4 separate regions of the Mus musculus genome follow, and regions 1, 2 and 3 are each linked to region 4. The links are chromatin contacts, called in public Hi-C and promoter capture Hi-C maps. All regions are on one chromosome and are shown on one strand. Each heading gives the region's core, a stretch centred on a gene start, on an enhancer-like site or on the middle of the called end of the contact. The rest is flanking DNA. Distances are from core to core; before and after follow the strand shown.

Region 1 (4,451 bases), core at 1,113-3,612, 350 kb before region 4:
TACAGGTTCCTATCTTATTTCATCATTCTCTTCTTTGGGTCAGTCTTCACCCATCACAGCTTCATCGGCACCCATTACTAAGGTTGTTTGCTGTTCACTTGGCCTACCTCATGGTCCAAGCAGCCCTCTACACAGTGATTCCAATTGTCCTAAATGCCACATCAACACAACATACACCCTCTATACCCTCCCTGCCCATCCTGCTCCTCTCCACTGTACCCCCAGGCTTTCCCTCTCCAGGTTCACTGATTTCCAGGTTCACTGATTTAGCCTGTTGCTCCCTAGGATTCAGGGCAGAAGCCAAGGTCTCAGCCCTGGACTTTTCACCCCACTGTAAACATGACCAGTCTCACAGGATTGGTGCCTGCCTTCCAGCTATATAAATACATAGATGGCCAACGAGTTATAAACCGAATACTTTGCCCTTCCCTCTGTAAACAGCCCATCAAAAGGTAAACCATTCAGAAGATAAAAGTAAAACTAAAAAAGTCCACCAGGGTTCTAATTCTTCCTTAGGATGGCAGTGAACCATGCTAGCCTGGCTGTGTTTGGTGGCCACACTGGGTTACCTGGTCATCTTTGTTCAGATGTGTTTCAAGTCATCTTTTCTCCCCAGTGATCAGGGTGAATTCAGGGTCTCGAGGCTTGTTAGGCAAGCAGGGAACTACATCCCAATCCTTCCTCTTTATTTTTTAGATAGAATTACACAAAGTAGGCTGGCTTTGAACTCCTTATGTAGCCCAAGCTGGCCAATCTGTGACTCTCCTGCCTCAGCCTCTCACATACCTATTCCACCAGTTCTAACTTTTATATCCAGAATCATGGATTGTGTGGTCATGTTTCTCCTTCCTCCACTGTTCCCTCTGGCAAGGACATTCTGTGTTCTTTTGTAGCCTTATATACTATCCTGAAAGTTTACAACAACAACAACAAAAGTAAAACTAGTGAACAAAAAATCCTATTGGCTGAGGGTTCTGAGTACTGAGTCTTCCTCTTTTCGGTATAGACGATAAGTTAAAGGTGTCTACATATTATTAACTATTTGTTCACTATGGTACCCTGCATAATCAGACAATAGGAAAATCACGTGGATTGCATATGATTCTGGAGTCCTGCTGTCCTGCTGGGCCCAGCTCAGCCCCACTATTCACGGATGCACCACCTTGGGAGAAGTTATCAAATCCCTCCAAACTCAAAACTCCAAATGGAGTTTTTCTTCCCTTTGAAAATATGGAAAGTACTGTTCACTTTTAAGACTGGGTGATCACAAATGATAATCCATGAGAAATGGTTACCATCTCACAAGCACTCCTCCTCCTTCTCCTCTTCCTCCTCCTTTTCCTCTTTTGAATTCTCTAGCCTTCCAGCCTGTCTGTCTCCTTCCCCACCAACCACCCCCTGGTTTTGTCTTGTCCCCTTGTGTCTCCCCATCTCCTTCTCCCCTCCCCTTCCTTTCTAATGATAGTTCTTAGAGCTCCATGTTGCATGAATCAAGACATGGTGGCCATAGAGATGGGCTGTACTGCGTATCAGCTCATAGTGTGAGCCTCTCAAGGTTTATAATGTCCTTGACCCATTCTCATTGGCCACATCCTTCTAAATTATGAGTATCAAAGCTAAAGCATCTAAATGGATTCTGTCCAAACCAGAAAAGGCAAAATTATTACCAACTTACCCGAGGTAAACACTTGGGCTTCCTATAGAGGAGCCCCAACTAGCAAGCTCCGAGGTTACAAGAACACTTGTTGATTCGGAATGAGCTGGTGGGAAACCTGTGCAACACAAGTAATCTCAAAACGGAGCTGAGGGCAAGGTTGCTAAGGTCAGGTTGTGCTAGCAAACTTGGACCTCCACCCAAGAGCAAAGTTCAACTGCAGCTCTTATGGTAAATATTTGCCCTCATTTTGCTATTACCTCCATCTTGCTTTGTTTATCTTAAGGTCACGTAGCCTTTCACTTTCCCATCTGGCTGGCATCCAGAGGTCATGGTGACCACACAGCTGGGCAGATGTTAGGAATCTAGACTGAGATGCTTTAGTGAGAATGTCAGAGTGGATTCCTTGTGGAACCCATGTGGGTGAGGTGAACAGAGCTCTCTGGGGACTCAGGCCTTTCCCACCCATCCCTGGGAGCTCATCAGTGAAGCTGTGTTTGTCTTAGAGCCCTATGGCATTGAGAACCTGAAGGTGACAAGCACTGACCACCAGCACAGCAGACACTCTTGGCCAGTAACTTTTCAGAGTCAGCGCAAATGCTGGAAAAGCATTATGCAATGTTTCTGGCTGGGATGAAGATGTAGCCTTGACCCCATCCACCATGTGTTTTAAATCCCTGTATTTATTGATGCCAGCTCTGAGTGTTGCCTTGTGCTCTGTGGGAGGGACCTTGGCCCTTAACATCATTAGTAACCGTCCTAGCAGGGCCACGGGTTCCCTTTAAGGTGATGGTAAATCTCTGCTTGGGAGTTTAGCTCTCTCTAGAGCAGGCGTCTAAGAACCACAGATATACAAGCAGAAGGGGAGGGAGGTGCCCAAGGGAAAAGCCTAGATAACTGGTCCTCCTTCTCCTCCTTCTTTTTTTTTAAAAAAAAACAACTATTATTGTTACTGATTTTACAAAATTACATACACTACACTCCTTCACATCCCATCCCCCTGTTCACACTCACCGCTGCTCACAAATCTCTCACTCATGTTCATATCTATTTGATTTTGTGACCCACCAAGATTAACCAGAACCATCTGTGTGACTGTGCGTTTTGAGCTATCTGTTGGAGTCTGGTCAGCTCAGCAGCAGGTCCACAGTGATTTCTCCCTTTCCAAGAATCTATAGTTAGCTGATAGTTTCAAGACTCAGGAGCCTCTCCCCCTCCTTGGCTGACTATTGATAGGGACAGTCTTGCATGGGCCCAGAGTAGGTAACTACACTGAGTGAGTTAAGGAATACAATAGTTGTAGCAGCCTGCTGTCAAGCCCTTCCGCACTTCCTGACCCTCTTCCACAGAGTTCCCTGAGCCTTAGAAGGGGGGTACAAGTGACTTGCTTAGGGCCCACTACAGTCCATATTTTCTGCATCTTGGGAGGCCATGAGCTCCTGCAATCACTTCTGTTCAGAGTTAGAAGAGGATGCACTAATTAAGTCTGGGACAGCTTTAATTGAGGGCCATGGGCTTGGGTATTTAGAAGGCAGTTTTCTGCTATGTCAGTTTAGTTGGCTGACCAAAAAAATGCTCCTAAACCATTCACCAGTTCTTTGTGTTGGAAAGCCACCATGCCTGTCTATCTATCTATCTATCTATCTATCTATCTATCTATCTATCTATCTATCTATCTATCTAATCAAATGCCAACCATACTACCTCTACTACGAATCATTTCCAACTGCATCTGTGTTCCCACTAAACCGCCTCTCCCTTTAGCCTTCCTTCTTGCATCTTTCCACACTCAGAGGAGGTTACTAGTAGGATTTCTAATTCCATTTTTACTCTAATTCGTGTTTTTATCTTTTATTTGTCTATGTGTGTGCATTTGCTTGAATTTATGTTTACCATGTTCGAGCTGATGCTTACAGACACAAGAGGGCCTCAGTTCCTCTCAACTAGAGTAACTTGTGAGGCACCTGATGTGGATGCTGGGAGCCAAAACCTGGGTCCTCTGAGAGAGCAGTGTGTGCTTTTAACCACTGAGATGTCAGACTCCTGGAAAGATTCATTGGAACCTAACTTCATCAGGTTTTAACCACTGAGCCACCTCTTCAGAAAGAGTAATTGCAACCTAACTTCACTGTGTTCTTAGGGTTGTCACTTTGTTGGTGGGCACTGAAGTGCTGTAGCAAGTGACGGCACTTCCGAAGGGGAGACACTGCCCTTCTTCTCCTAACTGAAAAGCAATAAGAAAAGCAGGAATTAGGCAGAAAGCCTAGGATATTGCTAAGACAAGAAAAGGTAACTGCTTGGCTTCTCCACCAACTAGAACAGTAGATGACAAGTCTCAAGGCTGAGACTTAGAAGACCAAACACTCATTCCCTGGGTTACCGTCCTGTTCCCAAAGGTGCTTACCATCGACCCTTTGCTTGTGCTCTCTGGCTGTAGTGCCTGTGTGGAGACAGTTTGCCCATTTAGAATGAAATGCCTTACCTCCTTATTTCCTCTATTTCTACATTACATTGAAAAATATAATGTTTGCAAATGTGAAAGTCATGAGTGTCTAGTCAATTAAATTCACAAGGGAAAGTAATTTTTGCATACTGGTAAGGACATGCTTCCTAATTCATTTTTATGATAAAATAAATTTAATTATTTTCTACAAACTATGGTGTTTCAGTTAAATCTTTAGCCCATATAGAACTGATGGAATATATATTGCATAAACTTATGATTGAGATATATTTAAACTCCATATGGTACACTCCAAATTTTCAGTACATAGGTTTCTTTTTTTTAATATGTCAA
Region 2 (4,561 bases), core at 237-2,736, 470 kb before region 4:
CTGTCTCATCCATCCATCCATCCATCCATTCATCGCCATGTGTCCGCAAGACTGTCTCCATGACCCTGAAAAAGGACTCTCGAGATGAAATCCTTTATTCAAATGGGACAGCAAGAAGGAAAAGCCAATGTCTGGTGTCTCTCCCCCCGCCCCTACCCTGCGCGCATCTATGTCTTGTTTGGAATATTGTCTCTTCAACCCCCTGTTCATGTCCTTCTCACTCATGATCGATGTCTTGTCTGTGCACTGTCTCTAACCCAAATGCAAAGGCTGAGTGTGAGGTGATGGCCCCGAGGTCCAGGTTGTAGTCATGGAAAGAGCCCTGCTGTCTCCCTTCTCAGGGGGCCCATTTTAGACACACAAAGCCCAAAGAAAGGTGGTTTGCAACAGTGCTTAGCTCGAGCCTCCATATTTCCATAACTGTTAGCTTAAAACTGTGGGGTTTTACCTTCCTGGAACCAAATGCATTCTTCTGTTGAGGAGTAACAGGTCTCAATTCTTTTCAATTAATTTTAAAAGTCAATCACTAAGAGCATCGGCTTTGGGCCCTGATGGGCAGGCATTTCCCTGGAAAGGGGGTGAACTACCTACCTCTCCTCAAGACAGCCGAAGGGTGGGATTGGTGCCGCTCTGGGAAGCGTGGCCCCAGGAGTTTTGTCCTCTGCAGTTTTTAATGCAAGTTCACTGCCACTTTGACAAAAGCCCAATTAGAAGCCAGTCTCTAGTTCCTTAAACAAAACAGACAGAGTAAGGAAAGGAAGGAGGGTGGCAGCCAGCTGGCTGGACACTCGAGAAAGACGGGGAAGTAAGCTACAGAAAGATAGTCTTCAAAAACAGGTGTTTGAGAGTGAATACTCTGTAGAATTGTTAGTGGGGTGTGTGTGGTGGTGGTGGGGGGATTTCTACAAAATAGTCCTTTAAGTTGAGTTTACAGCAGATGAAAAATCCAACCAGCAAAATTTTGATCAAATTTGAACAAAAACCCAAAAACCTAAAACTGTTGAGCAGGTTGCGATGAGGAGCACAGGGCTAGCTGCAGAGCTGGATCCTCAGGAGGATAGCGAATTATTTTCAACCCTGGAATAGAAACCACACACTGGCTTGCTGTGCACCAGCCACTTTGCATCTAATCCAAGCTTTGAAGGGTGTTGCTTGGGAGGAAACAAATACAGCCTTCCATCTTCACTCCAGTTAGGGATCCTTTCAAAGTCTCCTTCACAGTGAGGAAAAAGAGAAGGGTAGAAACTTTAGGGAGCCGGATTTGTGTATCAATTCCTCCGCTGACAGTCAGTTTCTAGATGGAGACAGCCTGCTTAAAGCAAATCCGAATTTAAATAGGACATTTACATCGGAAAAGTCTCTCCCTACCTTAATCCCCCATTCTCTTGCTTTCAAAATACAAGCACAGCAGTCCTTGAATGGCTGTTGACCCAGGGCACCTAGCTGTCCCTGCTGGTCCTGGGGCTGCCAGAATTCCCTTGGGCGCCAAGCAACCTGCCAGGTAGCCAGTCCCTCTGTTACAAGCCTTTGCATCTGGATAGGGAAAGGGGTGGAGACATACAGTCTGCTTTGTGTTGAAACCCAGATTTGTACCCTGTGTTTATACACTGCTGCTGGCTCCCGAGGACAGTGGGACTTTAGCAAGGAAGTGCAGCCGAGGGGTAAAGAGCCCTCTGGTTCATTGCCTGATCGGCTTTGAGAGAGGGTTTGGAGGGCAAGGGGCTGCATTCCTCTGAGGGACTTGGCCTGAGGCCTTTCGGGCCTCTCCAGTGGGTTCTGTTTATCCTCTCATGGGTGATTATCTCAGTGGTGTCACCAGGGGCTTCCTCCCAGAAGTCAGTCATCCCCAGGCCGTGCACCCTTTTCAGCTGGATGAGAGCCAGGGATGCATTCTCTCCAAACAGCTACCCTGGCCCATTTTAAGGTAATCTCATTCTTCAAAATGTTCCATAGAATCCTCCAAATTCCCCCAGCAGACTTCTACCCTCGCCAAGTTCCCAAAACCCACTCAGCAAAGTTGCCAACCTCGACGGGCTAGCAGTGTCTAAGCAGCGATGGGTTCAGTGTTGTGTGTGGTGAATACTGTATTTTGTTTCAGTTCTGTCTCCCAGATAATGTGAAAACGGTCCAGGAGAAGGCAGCTTCCTATATGCAGCGTGTGCTTTCTTATTCTTATTTTTAATATATGACAGTTATTTGAGAAGCCATTTCTACTTTGAAGTCATTATCGATGAAAGTGATGTATCTTCACCTACCATTTTCCTAATAAAGTTCTGTATTCAAATATAGCTGCCAAGCATCCTCAGTGAATGTTACCATGTGGAATTTTCCACACTTGGTTTTACCCCCTCAAACCTGACTCTGACCGTGCAGTCTTAGCAGAAGAGCTTAGCAGGTCCTAGTGTTCACTCTTGGTCTAACTGCTGGTGTCAGAAGATCTCTACAGGGAGAGGTGTTCCATTTTCTCCACATGACCTGGATTGCTCCTTAGAGGTCAGACAGCCTTGCACTGTACAAGGCAATGGCTTAGGGTAAAGTCCCAGGAGTTTTCCCTACAGTCCCAAGAATTTGGAAGAGGAAGGCCCACACTACACATGCAGGTCATGGTGGAAGGTGACAGAGGAAGGACTCTGTCCCTGTAAGACAGCTGGAAACCACAATATTCTGCATGTTCCTATCCTGGGTGAGGACGCTAATGGAAGTCAAAGGGGAATTTGCTAACTGCTGTTGGCCAGCTTCCTCCAAGAATCCTGCTTCCCCAACAGACAGAGCCTTTGTCTCTTATAGTTTGGTCTTCAGATTCTCTTTATCCCACATTCAGCCATTTTTGTAAAAGAGAGGCTAGCACCAGCTCCAAATATCCAAATCTGCAGTGTTTGAGATCTCACTGCGCCTCCTCCATACCAACACATTTGCCATTACTTATAGGGTAGTTTTCATGTGAGTTCTAAGTTGATTAACACACAAGAATTAGAAGGGTGGGAGGCTCTAGGAAAGGCACTGTGGGACTATTTGACTGCATGGGTGTGAAAATGTAAGGAACAGGCAAGAGCTTGGATCCCATTCTCTCTGCCCACATTGTGACTTGAGATATACTAATTGCTCTTGGGGGTCTCAGTCATATACCATCCATAACAGAGTTAAACTGAGAGAGATACAGGATCAGCTAGAATGAAAAGCCCACCCCATGCTTCCAGAAAGTCCCCTCTTTATACCTCCTGTGATATGAACTAGAGGAAAAGCAATTGACTTTGCTTCTCAAACAGCCTACGGCAAAGCCCTGTGAGTTTGAACCTATTCCTCCAGGCCAATGAGGGTCCTCGTGGATTCCTTGGGGTCAGAGCAGCATTCCTTCAAGAACAGTAAGCTGCTATTCCGGCACCAGGAACTGATCACCAGTTCTCACTGTAAACAGTCTTAAGTCCACACACAACCCATCACGTCCCTTTCCCTCTGCACTTGAAACAGGCTGGGTATTTGCATACAGCACAGAGTCGGGGAAGGTCAGAACAGAAAGCTGTCTGATTCAGGCTACAGTGAAAGGTCCCTGGGATAGGAGAGAAAAGTGAGCTCTTTTGAGAGCCAGTCTACTGAGTACATTGGGCCATGAGGGCTCAGAAGGTATCCTTGTGAATTAGAAGCAGCAGTTGCTCCATAGGGGCTGCACGTGGGGAGTCCAGCACAGCTAAGGAAGCTAGGAATCTGCTTCTTCACTCTGGCTGTGCCCTTTTAGGAGAGGTATAGATTGATCAAAGGCGGTACTGATGCCCTTGGTGAGAAGGTCCCAGCAGTCTGAAAAGGTGTGAGAAAACCATGACAGTGACGGGATGCGTGGACACCCAAGCCAGCTGTGGACCAATCTTGTTCCAGGGTTACAGAGATATGTCGCAAAGAGCCTCGCCTTCTGCTCCTTTTTCTCTGTGCTCATAGTGAGGACTTGACACTCAGGACTGTAGACAGAGGAGAAGGCAGAAAAGGTTAAGTCTTGATCAACAGGTCTCAGAGAGATGTAGATAAGAGACAAGGGAACGTATGGTAGAGAGGCTCAGAAGGCATTAGCAGTGGTCCATACTCCCTACCCTGGACTCCAGTTAGATCCACATCTTCCAATAACACCCAACTAGCCATTTCTAAGTCAATTAGGCCAAGTGAATCAGATATGGAGGCCACAGGCCTGTGCTTGCACAGGAAGTTGCTAGAGGTCTCCTTACTTCTTTGCCAAGCTTCCCCAGAGATCTTACAGCCCACATCCTGGTTTTAGATGGAACTCTAGGAAAAGATTATCGAGACTATAGAAGCATCCTAGACTATGCCTGTCACCCTAGATTGATAAAAGTCTCAGATGTGTTGCCAAGGATCTCCTCATATAGAACCTGCTTAGGGTCCATTTAGAGCCTGGATATTCTTCCTCCCCTAAAGATACCCATGAGCACCAAACTGAGTGGCCCAGAATCACCTGTGGGAGTCAGTTGAATATCTACTGTCCTGTCCAGAGCTGTAGCCCTACAGGTCCATGATGGGTCTCAGAATCCAATCTCAGCCTGGATGTCTAAGGATAAAC
Region 3 (4,938 bases), core at 1,265-3,764, 430 kb before region 4:
TCCAAACTTCAATACTTTATATGTTCATTCATTTTTTATCTATGTGTGTGTGCACATGTGTGTTCTACCACATGTGTGTAGAAGTCAACATGGGAGAAGTTGGCTCTCTCCTTCCCCATGTGGGCACTGGGGATTGAACTCAGGTTGTCAGACTTGGTAGCAAGGGCTTTTACTTGCTGAGATTTGTCATCCCAATTCCTAAAATTATGTGGGTCAGATTAGTACAAAGCTGGGTACTGGGCCAGTAAGGGAGTCACTGTGTGCCCACTGCATGTCAGACAGCACTCTATACTTCCATAGTCTCATTTAACCACCAAAGTGAATATGCCTAACTTATCTCTGGACATCATTACAAACTGGCAATAGCCATTTCCTTGTCGATTCTCTTGGTTCTGGAGGTGGGTAGACTCAGTGGTGATGGCTGACCCCATGTGCTCATGGTTGGATGGTGCTAGGGGTTGATATGCTTTGAGTGTGTTTAATGTAGTAGCAACTTGGTCCCCAGTGGCAGTGTGGAGGTTAGGAACCCTTAAAGGGAAGTGCCCAGAACAAGACAATTAGGTGATTATGGTATGGCCTTCTCAAAGGGGTAATGTAGCTCTCAGGTAATGGTTGGTTTTCTTTTCTTTTCTTTTCTTTTCTTTTCTTTTCTTTTCTTTTCTTTTCTTTTCTTTTCTATGTGGTTTAGATATTTTCTTTTTTTCATTTCATTTTTTATTAGATATTTTCTTCATTTACATTTCAAATGCTATCCTGAAAGCCCCCTATACTGCCCCCCTGCCCTGCTCCCCAACTCACCCGCTCCCACTTCCTGGCCCTGGCATTTCCCTGTACTGAGGCATATGATCTTCCCAAGACCAAGGGCCTCTTCTCCCATTGATGGCTGACTAGGCCATCCTCTGTTACATATACAACTAGAGACATAGTTCTGGGGAGTACTGGTTAGTTCATATTGTTGTTCTTCCTATAGGGTTACAGATCCCTTTATTTAGCTCCTTGGGTACTTTCTCTAGCTCCTACATTGGGAGCCCTGTGTTCCATCCAATAAATGACTGTGAGCATCCTTCTGTATTTGCCAGGCACTGGCATAGCCTCACAAGAGACAGCTATATCAGGGTCCTGTCAACAAAATCTTGCTGGCATATGGTTGGTTTTCACAAGGATGAGTTTCTACAAGGCAGCCATGCTCCAGGCTCCCTCTTTCTTGCTGTTTTGTCATGTGTTCCCATCATCCACCATGGCCTGAAGTATCCAGCAAGCCTTTCCTACACTCAAGCAGATTCTGAAGTTGAGCTATCACTATTTATTATTTGAATTATTGGGGATGGAGCCCAGAAATTTGGACATACAGGGCAAATGTTCTACCCATGATCTGTAGTACCAGGCAAGTATTATATTTGCAAAACTCCAAAACTGAGAGATAAACAACCCTCCTTTCTTAGTTAAAGCCCAACCTCAGGTACTTCATTATAGCAACACATAGTGGAGTAAGACAGGTGATGAGGACTGAAGTCACATTGAGCCTCAGTTAGTGTGGATGTGACATCATCTGGGTCCTCCATTGAGACCCTGGCTGAAGTTGCCTATGTGGTATCTTCAGGTAGTGCTTGGCTCACTCATGGAGAGGAGTTGAGTATCAAGTAGAAGTATCATAAAGCAGTCTGCAGAAACTGCATGGCTTACTTGACCTCATCTCAGAATTACAGTGTCATTTCTACTGCATGCTGTTTGTTACAGTGAGTCTTGAAAGCCAGTCACATTCAAAGGGAAGGATCGAAACAACATAACAACAACAACAACAACAACAACAAAACACAGACAGGTCTTAAATTCAATATGAATTTCTGTCCTCACACAGAGGAGGGAACCAAGGCCTGGAGATCCCAAGGCCCCCACATCTTGGCTCACACAGCTTGCCAGTTGAAGAAGGGGGAACTGAAAGCAGTCCCGCTAGTGCCCAAAGCCTGTTACTGAGCCGCTGTGCGACCCTGTCCCCCAAAACCAGAAGAAAGAAACTAGTAAGCCCTTTAAAAGCAAGGCAGGGGATTCTGCTAAGGGAGCTGAGAAAATCTGAGCAGTGAGGTCTGCACTGTGTGGAAGGGTCTGAGGATGGGTGCAGAGCCTGAAGAAAGGTGCAAGAGGAAAGCATTCAAGGCACACACAGGATGTGTGCGGTTGGGAACACACACATGATCCCTGACTGCTGGGTGAGCATAAAGGACAGAGAGCTGGATGAAACCTGGCTATAAAAGTGTGTCAGTGCCAGCCTGATGCCTTTCTTGTCTTTCATCTCTGACTGAGCAGCATCAGTAGCACACACAGCTTCTTAGCCTCCATCTGGACCTCTCAAATTCGAACCAATAGAGTTGGGCTCAGCATGCTGTTTTTGCAAGCCTGCCAGGTGATTCTGATTCTGACATGGATTTGAGACACTCCGTTCTTGGTACTGGTGCAGGCGACTACCTAGGCAGATCTGCCTACTGTGGTGTGCTGAGCCTATTGCAAAGAGAGAGCAGACTGTGCGTGTGTGTGTGTGTGTGTGTGTGTGTGTGTGTGTGCATGTATGACTAAGGCTCATCTAGAGCAGGAGGGGGGGGCAGTGGTAGGCTTGGAGAGTGTTTGGTGAGGCACTGGATATTGAGGTTTGGCCCTCCAGTGAGAAAGAGTGAGAGCCACCCTCACTGCCCCCTAAAAACTCACAACACAACATTTCTCTGAATCTCTGAGCCATATTGCTCAAGAGTCAGAGCATAAACAGCTCTCTGGGTCGGGTTACAGGGCTGGTTTCCTGCCATAGTATCAACCTACCTACTCTGCATTTTGCCTTTGGCAAAGCATGGCTGGGTCACGCAGTTTCTCTGTTTCTGAACTGCACCACTGACTTTCATAAGCCACATATGCAGACTGTTTTAAAAACTAAGATAAATGACAGAACCTGGAAATTGAAAACATTCTTGGCATAACGCACTTGCTACTTTTAAAAAATCTCTTGTTGTTATCCATCATGTATTCATTCAAAAGTTGTTGTGCACAAAGTAGGTACAAGACCCTTAGAACACAATCAAGGTCTTTGTTGTGCACCTAGTAGGCACAAGGATCCAAGAATGGAGTCATGGCCTGCTCTCTGGCCTTTTCCTTCTTTGTCCTTCTGTGAGATAGAGAAAAACACAGCTTGGAGTTTAGAATTGGGATTCAGGCATTAAGTTTATGATATTGTAAAATCCCATTTTTAGGCACTCTGGGTCACTTAAGAAATGGATTGAAGATCTGCCTTGCATGTCTCAAACTGTGTGAATCACAAAGAGTCAGAGTAAGGGCGCGGCTGGAGAGCAGTGGGGGCTGTGCACGCGCAGCATCCTCCCTTCTTCCTTCCCTGTCACCTTCTGTCACCCCTGTAGGGTCCTTGGCTCTAAGCAGAACACTCCCTTGCCCAGCTCCATGCCCCCATGTGGAGCCCTACAGATGCCATTCTCTTTCCGGCCACTCCTAGCTGGCTGCTGTTCCAATTCAGCAAAGAACATTAAAAAAACCAGTTCAAGGGTCCACTGCACATAAGCAGATCTTTCTGTTTCTTTGCATTCTTTACTGGGAATTCTCACCAATGTGGTTGATAGAGTCGGCTTATTGATATCTAAGGAATGTGTCCCTCTGTTACATAGGAGGCCCCCGAGAGTTCTGGAGTATAGAGGAAGTCTCCAACAGAGGGGAGAGACAGGACAGAGCACATAGCTGCCAGGGTGCCTGGGTGCCTGAATAGGGGATGGGAGCAGGAAATGCAGAGGCCCAGGTCCCTGAGCTCAGTCTTATAGGACTTTAGGCCTTATGAATTACCCAGAGTAAATTGTTCAAGAGTTTTATACATAAAATCTCCCAAATGCTTTCTTTAAAAAGCACAGATTTATAAACCAAATTGACCATCAGGACAGATCTCCATTCACTGGTGAGGGGGTAGCCCTCAGCCATCAGGTGCTTTCTGAGGCCCAGGCAGGCCCTTTGCAGTAGAGACTTCCAACCATTCACAAGCATGCATGACAGAGCCCGGGCCTCACGTGTACAGGGTTAACCTTGTCCCTGATGGTTGCTGCCCTTTAACTTCAGCTGGCAACAGGCACCCTCGCAAAGGGCCCTGAAGTGAGGGGAGAGGGGCTGTCCTCCGGACTTCCGGATATAAGATCCTGTGACACCTGCAAAGGTCAGGCCGTGAATGTTTTGGGTAAGGTCTCTAGTTTTTCTTTCTCAGCGTTCCCTGAAGCTAACGCTCACCCACCTGTTTGAACAATGTTTTCTTTTCCTAGCCAAGAATGAAGGCCCGGGAACTTTCCCACCAGCAAAGGTCCTTTGAGCAAATGTCTTTTAAGAATGTTCAGCTCCCAGACTGGGCTCAGTGAGGCTCCAGCTGACCTTTGCCCTGCTTTGCACCTGGAGCCTAAGCTTTGTGACCTGAGCTGGGTGACCTGTGGGCTACAGTTTCACCGAGTGGACGTGCACATACAAACAGCTGTCCCAAGTCTCCACCAGCAATAGAGGCCAGGAGGTCCTCGGGGCATGTAGTGCGTAGGACTGAAAAGTCAGACTTCTCGGTCAGAAGGGAGGGGGGAGAGTGAGGAGGAGGCAGAAGAGAATGGGGAGGGAGAGGAAGAGGAGGAGGCAGAAGGGGAAGAGGAAGAATAAGAGAAAAAGGAGGAGGAGGAAGGCTGATGAAGAGTACACTGCTGTCATGGAGACTATCAAGACTCCTGTCATGGCCATAGGCTCTCTGACCCCTGGGTTGGAGGACCAGTTCTTTTAGGATGAGTGAGCCAAGAAAAAAAACACGGTCTGACTCCATCTTACTTTAGCGGAGTCTGAGATGACATGCCAGGAGCTAGCCTTGACACTTGCTGTAAATGCTGCTGCTGCTGCTGCTGATGATGATGATGATGATAAAGATGACAATGA
Region 4 (4,794 bases), core at 87-2,586:
TTTCCCCTGGTTGAAGGGAACAACAACATGACAGGAGTCTCCATACCTCCTGTGTCTCAGCCCTAACTGCACTATGAAGCCAATGCCAGAGAGCCAAGGAGGACAAAGGAGCCAGAGGTTGAAATGATGTTTCTCCCTCCTTGGCTCTCAAACTGTCCTTGTTTTGATTTATCCACAGGAAAACTGGCTGTGCCTTTGTCTTCTTTCCTCCTTGCAAAGTCAGTGAGCTCCCTGAGCAACTACACACTGCCCACAGCTATTCAAGTGCAACTGGGGAATTCCTTCTACGTTATCTAGAACCTTCATCTGCAAATAGCACTGAAAAGAATCTGATGGGTAAAGGAAACACGGGAGTGGCAGGAGGTGGCGAGTGAGTACTCTTAAAAACACCACTGCTTGCTGGCTCCCATTAGGAAACCTCTGGGAAGGGAGAGCCCAGCCTCCTCTGGGCAGGCTGGAAAGGGCTCTCTGTGATTATAGCAAGCTCCACCTAAGGGGAAATAGAGAGGTCTTGAGAGTCATCCAAACCAGCATGTGGGAAAGACTGCTAAACACCAGCCCAGCCCTTCCTTCTACCTGTTCAGGAACAGCTCTGCTTCCTCCAGTGCAGGCTTAGCCCCCTAGCCTAGAGTTTCATTTTGTTCTGTTCATTTGGCGGGTGGAGGGAGTGAAACAGAGCTTTGTGTAGCCTAGCCTACCCTCCCCAATGCTAGAATTATAGGCCTGCAAGCTAAGAATTTCTCTCTCTTTCTTTAAGATTTATTTTATTTTTGATTCTCTCTCTCTCTCTCTCTCTCTCTCTGTGTGTGTGTGTGTGTGTCTGTGTGTCTGTGTGTGTGTGTCTGTGTGTGTGTGTGTGTGTGTCTGTGTGTGATGTATGTGTGTGTATGTACGTGTAAAAGCACATAGGCCAGAAGCGGGTTCAATCCCTGGAGCTGGAGTCACGCTGTGACCTGCTGAGAACTGAACCGAGGTCCTCAGTAAACGCAGTGTGCGCTCTTAAGCACTGGTCCATCTCCACAGCCCCGTAACACTGTTTAGAAGCTGGGATAAACCACTACGACTCTGGACCCGAAGGAGGCTCCTTTGGGTTGGGGAAATAGAGTAGAGCGGGGCTAAAAAGGGTTCAACACAGAGAACCAACCTCAGAGCAGTCAAGGACAAAGAGGGACATTAAAGGACAGTTTCCACTTTCTGTTTGAAATAACTGTTAGTAGCTGACTGTGTTCGTTTGACCGCAGCTCACTCAGGGCTTGAACCACATGGGGCTTGGCCCTCGGAGTTATGAAATCACAGTGGGCCATGAGGTCCATTTCCAAACAAACTTCTTCCCATAAGCCTCCTGGATCCCGTCCCAGGCGAAGTCCAGGACACTGCTTTCGCTCTCCCCAGGCACTGCCTTGTCCTAACTTGGCAGGATGGAATAGAGTTGCCCAATAATTGAAGTCGGCATTTGGGGGCAGGAAAAGCAGCCACAGAACAATGTTCTACGGGATTGTTTTTGATAAGGGGCGAGCCAGCTGTGACAAACCCAAGCAAATTAAAATGTCTTTTTCAAAAAGGAACACAAGCAACTTCAACCTTCACAACTTGCAGTTGAGCAATACTGACCAAGTGGTGGGGTGCACCTAGCGTGCTAGAGATGCTGGGTCCCAGTACCTCAATAAATACGTGAGAAAATTAACGAAGGAACAAATAAATAAAAAGTATATAAAATTACTTCCCTGTGGGTCTCTAGATCCACAAGGGAATGTTGACTCTATTCTAAGCATGACTAAGGCAATTCAATCCAATCCTAAAAGTACGCATTTGCATTCCAAAGACCAACTACCTTGATATTTAGAAATATTTGTGTGTGTGTGTGTGTGTGTGTGTGTGTGTGTGTGTGTGTGTGATTCATTTGACTTCATTTTCATTGAAAGCAAGTGAGTACAGTCAACTTTTTTTGAATGAAGTGAATTTTCAATCCCCCATGTTAACCTTAATTCTTCCACAGTCTGAGAAAACCATATTTAGAGCATAATGCTACACCCAACCTTTTAAATAAACCACAAAAACAACAATCTGTGCTGCAGCAGACCTACTTGAAGGCTTTACCAGATACGCCTTCCTAATCTCCTAAATTCTTTCCAATCTTTGCTAAAACATTTTATAATGAAAGACAGGTAGCAAATAAAATTACAGAAAGAAAATACACAGGGTCATGTGGTATGTAATATTATCCAGGGCCTGACTTTCCCCTGTCACTCCCTCAGAAAATGCCACAGCTCGTACGTATGGCGACGGCACGCCAGGAACAGCTTCGCATGCGCACTGGTGACGCTGTTAGAATAGTCTGCGACTGTGTGTTCAGTGTCCCGCTTTAGGACCCTTAATTTCCCCAAATAGCGTTGTGAAGTCATATTAGGGTAGTCAGAAGGAAACAAAGCTATTAAAAATATCCTCCAGAAGAGTGAAAAGATGCCAAAAATCACACGCGGACTTAATAACCCCAGTCTTTACAATGGAAAGTCACACTTCTGCCAGAAGTTCTCCTCATTCTGCTAGCCTGGCATGTCGCGTTTAACTTTATGTGCAAGCTTTTGCCTATGTTTATGACTCAGTTGCTTTTTTTTACAACCTCCTCTAAGCTTTGTTATCTTGCTTTTAGCAAACTCTGAACCATTTAAATTTGACAGCAAAAAAAAGTAAAAGCTAACAGGAATACAATGGTCTTTAGACCCACTTAGGATCATTGAAACAACTAGGAAATAAATACCAGTAAGTCATTCCTCTGCAGGAGAGCGCTGAAGCACAGAGAGGTTGAGTAACCAGCCCGGCTCACACACTGCTAAGAAGTGAAGCAGTAGTTTGAACATGAGCAGGCTGGCTCCAGACCTGCTCTCTCTTTGCTATTCAAAAATCTACCTCTTCCAGCATTTCTAAGGCACTCGGAGCTTCAAACCAGGGATTTTAGTCCAAACTGATGGATTTTTACCAGTCATAGGAGTTATTTAATTCTTAAGCAAATCTTTAACCCTTAATAGAGTCATGTTTTATCATCTGTACACAAGATACACCATTCTCTCTCTCTCTCTCTCTCTCTCTCTCTCTCTCTCTCTCTCTCTCTCTCTCTCTCTCCCTCTCTCTCTCTCTCTCTCTCTCTCTCTCTCTCTCTCTCTCTCTCTCACACACACACACACACACACACACACACACACACACACACACACACACCATTTTGATGATGTTTCAGGCATTCTGTTTGCTTTTGGAAAGTAAAGGGCTGAGCTGGGGGCTGCATCTGAACACCCACATCTTCTATGTCTGTCTCACACAGCACAAGTTGGCTGACCACCTTAGCTCTTCTTCACCTACCCTGCCTGCTCCAGCAGCCAGCCTCTCCTGCCCTTACCTCAGGACCCCACAGTTATTAACACATCAAAGACTCCCAGGTCTCCTTCCCATGGTAGAGCTTGGTTTCTACTCTTTCTCTCTCACAGGAGGACACCCAGACTTCAGAGGCCAGCACGGAAGCCCCTGTATAACCTGATGCAGCTCCAGTGCCACCACCTCCCATGTGATTATCTAGGTATCTATGGAGAATTCTCAGGGTCCTCCTGTGTTTGAGCCTGGTCTCTTTCTGTCTCTCCATCTTTAATTATGAAGCCATGTGCATCCATTAAAGTTCAACTCTTCTACCATTTCCTTTACAAAACCTCTGCCAGCTCTGTTCCTCCAGTAAAGGATGGCTATGACATCTTTCTTTGGAACCTTTGGAACCTGCCTCATGGAGAAAGTGCAATGATCCCTTTTAGGGACTGCAAATTGCAAACAACCTGGCTCTATGCCTATGGGCATCAGAATCTCAAGAACGTGAGGATTATTGTGTCTGCTGAGTCCAAGCCTTCACCCTGGGTAAGGATGCCCTGAAGACTGCTGTAGGCTGAAGCATGGGCGGCTCCCAGGTCAAGTTAGAGAACCAGTCAGTGTTGTCCCTGGCCAGCTGCAGATGGCCTCAGCTGATACAGGTCTCTATAGAAAGGCCCTGCAGCTCTCACTGCCACTGCTATGTGCCTCCCCATCTCTCCTATCTCTGAGCACACCATGGAGACCCACAGAAAGCAGAAATCACATTGGCACCACCAACCGTTAGGAAATGTGGGCCTTGGAGAAGGGGTTCTTCTTGAAGTATAAGGAGCTTTGCCTACCTCCTACTCACCTCCCTGCCAGAGGAGCAGGTGAAATAAGTCACACTGTCCCCCAAGATGTGGCCCCTGTGTGTTCCTCTGATAGCTTTTTCTTTATTTATTTTTTTCCAGATTCTATTGTCTGGCAACTGGGATAAAAGACTTTCTCCAAAGGCCAGAGTTCACACCAGTTCCGGAAGCATCTTCCAGCCAGGCGAAGCAATGCCAAAGGGCTAGAAAGGAAGCCTCTGGCATTCCACAGTAAAGCAAATGCAGCCAAAATCTGCATTCTCCTTGTGTGTGTTGGAGCAGTAAGAGGGAGGTGGTGAAGACGGTGACCGATAGCTGGAGGCTAGAAGAGGGGGTGAAAGACACTCAGAGGTGAGGCTGAGAGGAGCTTGCTTGAGAGAAGAGGGCAGTAAGGGGGGCCCCAGGAAGGTCTGGATGATCACTTCCCTTTCTGAAGCTTCCCATGATGGCTCCATTGACTTGGCCTTCAGCACATTATGGGGCTGTGAACACAGACTGTGTGAGAGATATTTCCAGTTCACTCACATGGGAAAATATGATTTTCCTGCATTTACATTCTTAGTGTAACTTGCCTGCAAGGAGAGCTATTTCCTTC

Evidence for each region. Promoter capture Hi-C pulls out the DNA fragments that hold promoters and counts their contacts. Hi-C and Micro-C count contacts between places; a contact is called where the count stands out from the background.
Region 1: a Hi-C map of liver shows a contact between it and region 4, with 5 times the contacts expected there. The contact joins two enhancer-like sites. A contact is called at or near these places in 2 of 484 Hi-C or Micro-C datasets (bone marrow-derived macrophages and liver), 1 of 115 datasets of contacts at active chromatin or transcription factors (liver) and 1 of 9 other capture datasets (embryonic tail).
Region 2: a Hi-C map of liver shows a contact between it and region 4, with 2.1 times the contacts expected there. The contact joins two enhancer-like sites. A contact is called at or near these places in 17 of 39 promoter capture datasets (the 3T3-L1 cell line, 3T3-L1-derived adipocytes, the C10 cell line and 9 more), 2 of 15 datasets of contacts at CTCF or cohesin (the NIH/3T3 cell line and large pre-B cells), 27 of 484 Hi-C or Micro-C datasets (the 3T3-L1 cell line, 3T3-L1-derived adipocytes, LSK cells and 14 more) and 9 of 115 datasets of contacts at active chromatin or transcription factors (craniofacial prominence, embryonic hindbrain, embryonic stem cells and 5 more).
Region 3: a promoter capture Hi-C map of the 3T3-L1 cell line shows a contact between it and region 4, with 2.5 times the contacts expected there. The contact joins two enhancer-like sites. A contact is called at or near these places in 6 of 39 promoter capture datasets (the 3T3-L1 cell line, cranial neural crest, frontonasal cranial neural crest and 3 more), 1 of 484 Hi-C or Micro-C datasets (bone marrow-derived macrophages) and 1 of 115 datasets of contacts at active chromatin or transcription factors (acute myeloid leukemia).

What each region holds. Positions count from the first base shown.
Region 1 is chr6:117,297,774-117,302,224 of GRCm38.p6, forward strand. No RefSeq gene overlaps it. Among named protein-coding and RNA genes, the nearest start is that of Cxcl12, 130 kb to the left of the region's middle. Within about 2 kb of position 2,363, at least 15 of the 459 cell types and tissues checked have an H3K27ac peak or open chromatin away from gene starts, as enhancers often do. A contact at or near this core is called in liver, where this site is marked.
Region 2 is chr6:117,179,080-117,183,640 of GRCm38.p6, forward strand. It overlaps a transcript of Cxcl12 not described here. Among named protein-coding and RNA genes, the nearest start is that of Cxcl12, 13 kb to the left of the region's middle. Within about 2 kb of position 1,487, at least 9 of the 459 cell types and tissues checked have an H3K27ac peak or open chromatin away from gene starts, as enhancers often do. A contact at or near this core is called in hepatocytes and liver, where this site is marked.
Region 3 is chr6:117,216,712-117,221,649 of GRCm38.p6, forward strand. No RefSeq gene overlaps it. Among named protein-coding and RNA genes, the nearest start is that of Cxcl12, 51 kb to the left of the region's middle. Within about 2 kb of position 2,515, at least 30 of the 459 cell types and tissues checked have an H3K27ac peak or open chromatin away from gene starts, as enhancers often do. A contact at or near this core is called in acute myeloid leukemia, where this site is marked.
Region 4 is chr6:117,651,780-117,656,573 of GRCm38.p6, forward strand. No RefSeq gene overlaps it. Among named protein-coding and RNA genes, the nearest start is that of Gm9946, 94 kb to the left of the region's middle. Within about 2 kb of position 1,337, at least 56 of the 459 cell types and tissues checked have an H3K27ac peak or open chromatin away from gene starts, as enhancers often do. A contact at or near this core is called in acute myeloid leukemia, hepatocytes and liver, where this site is marked.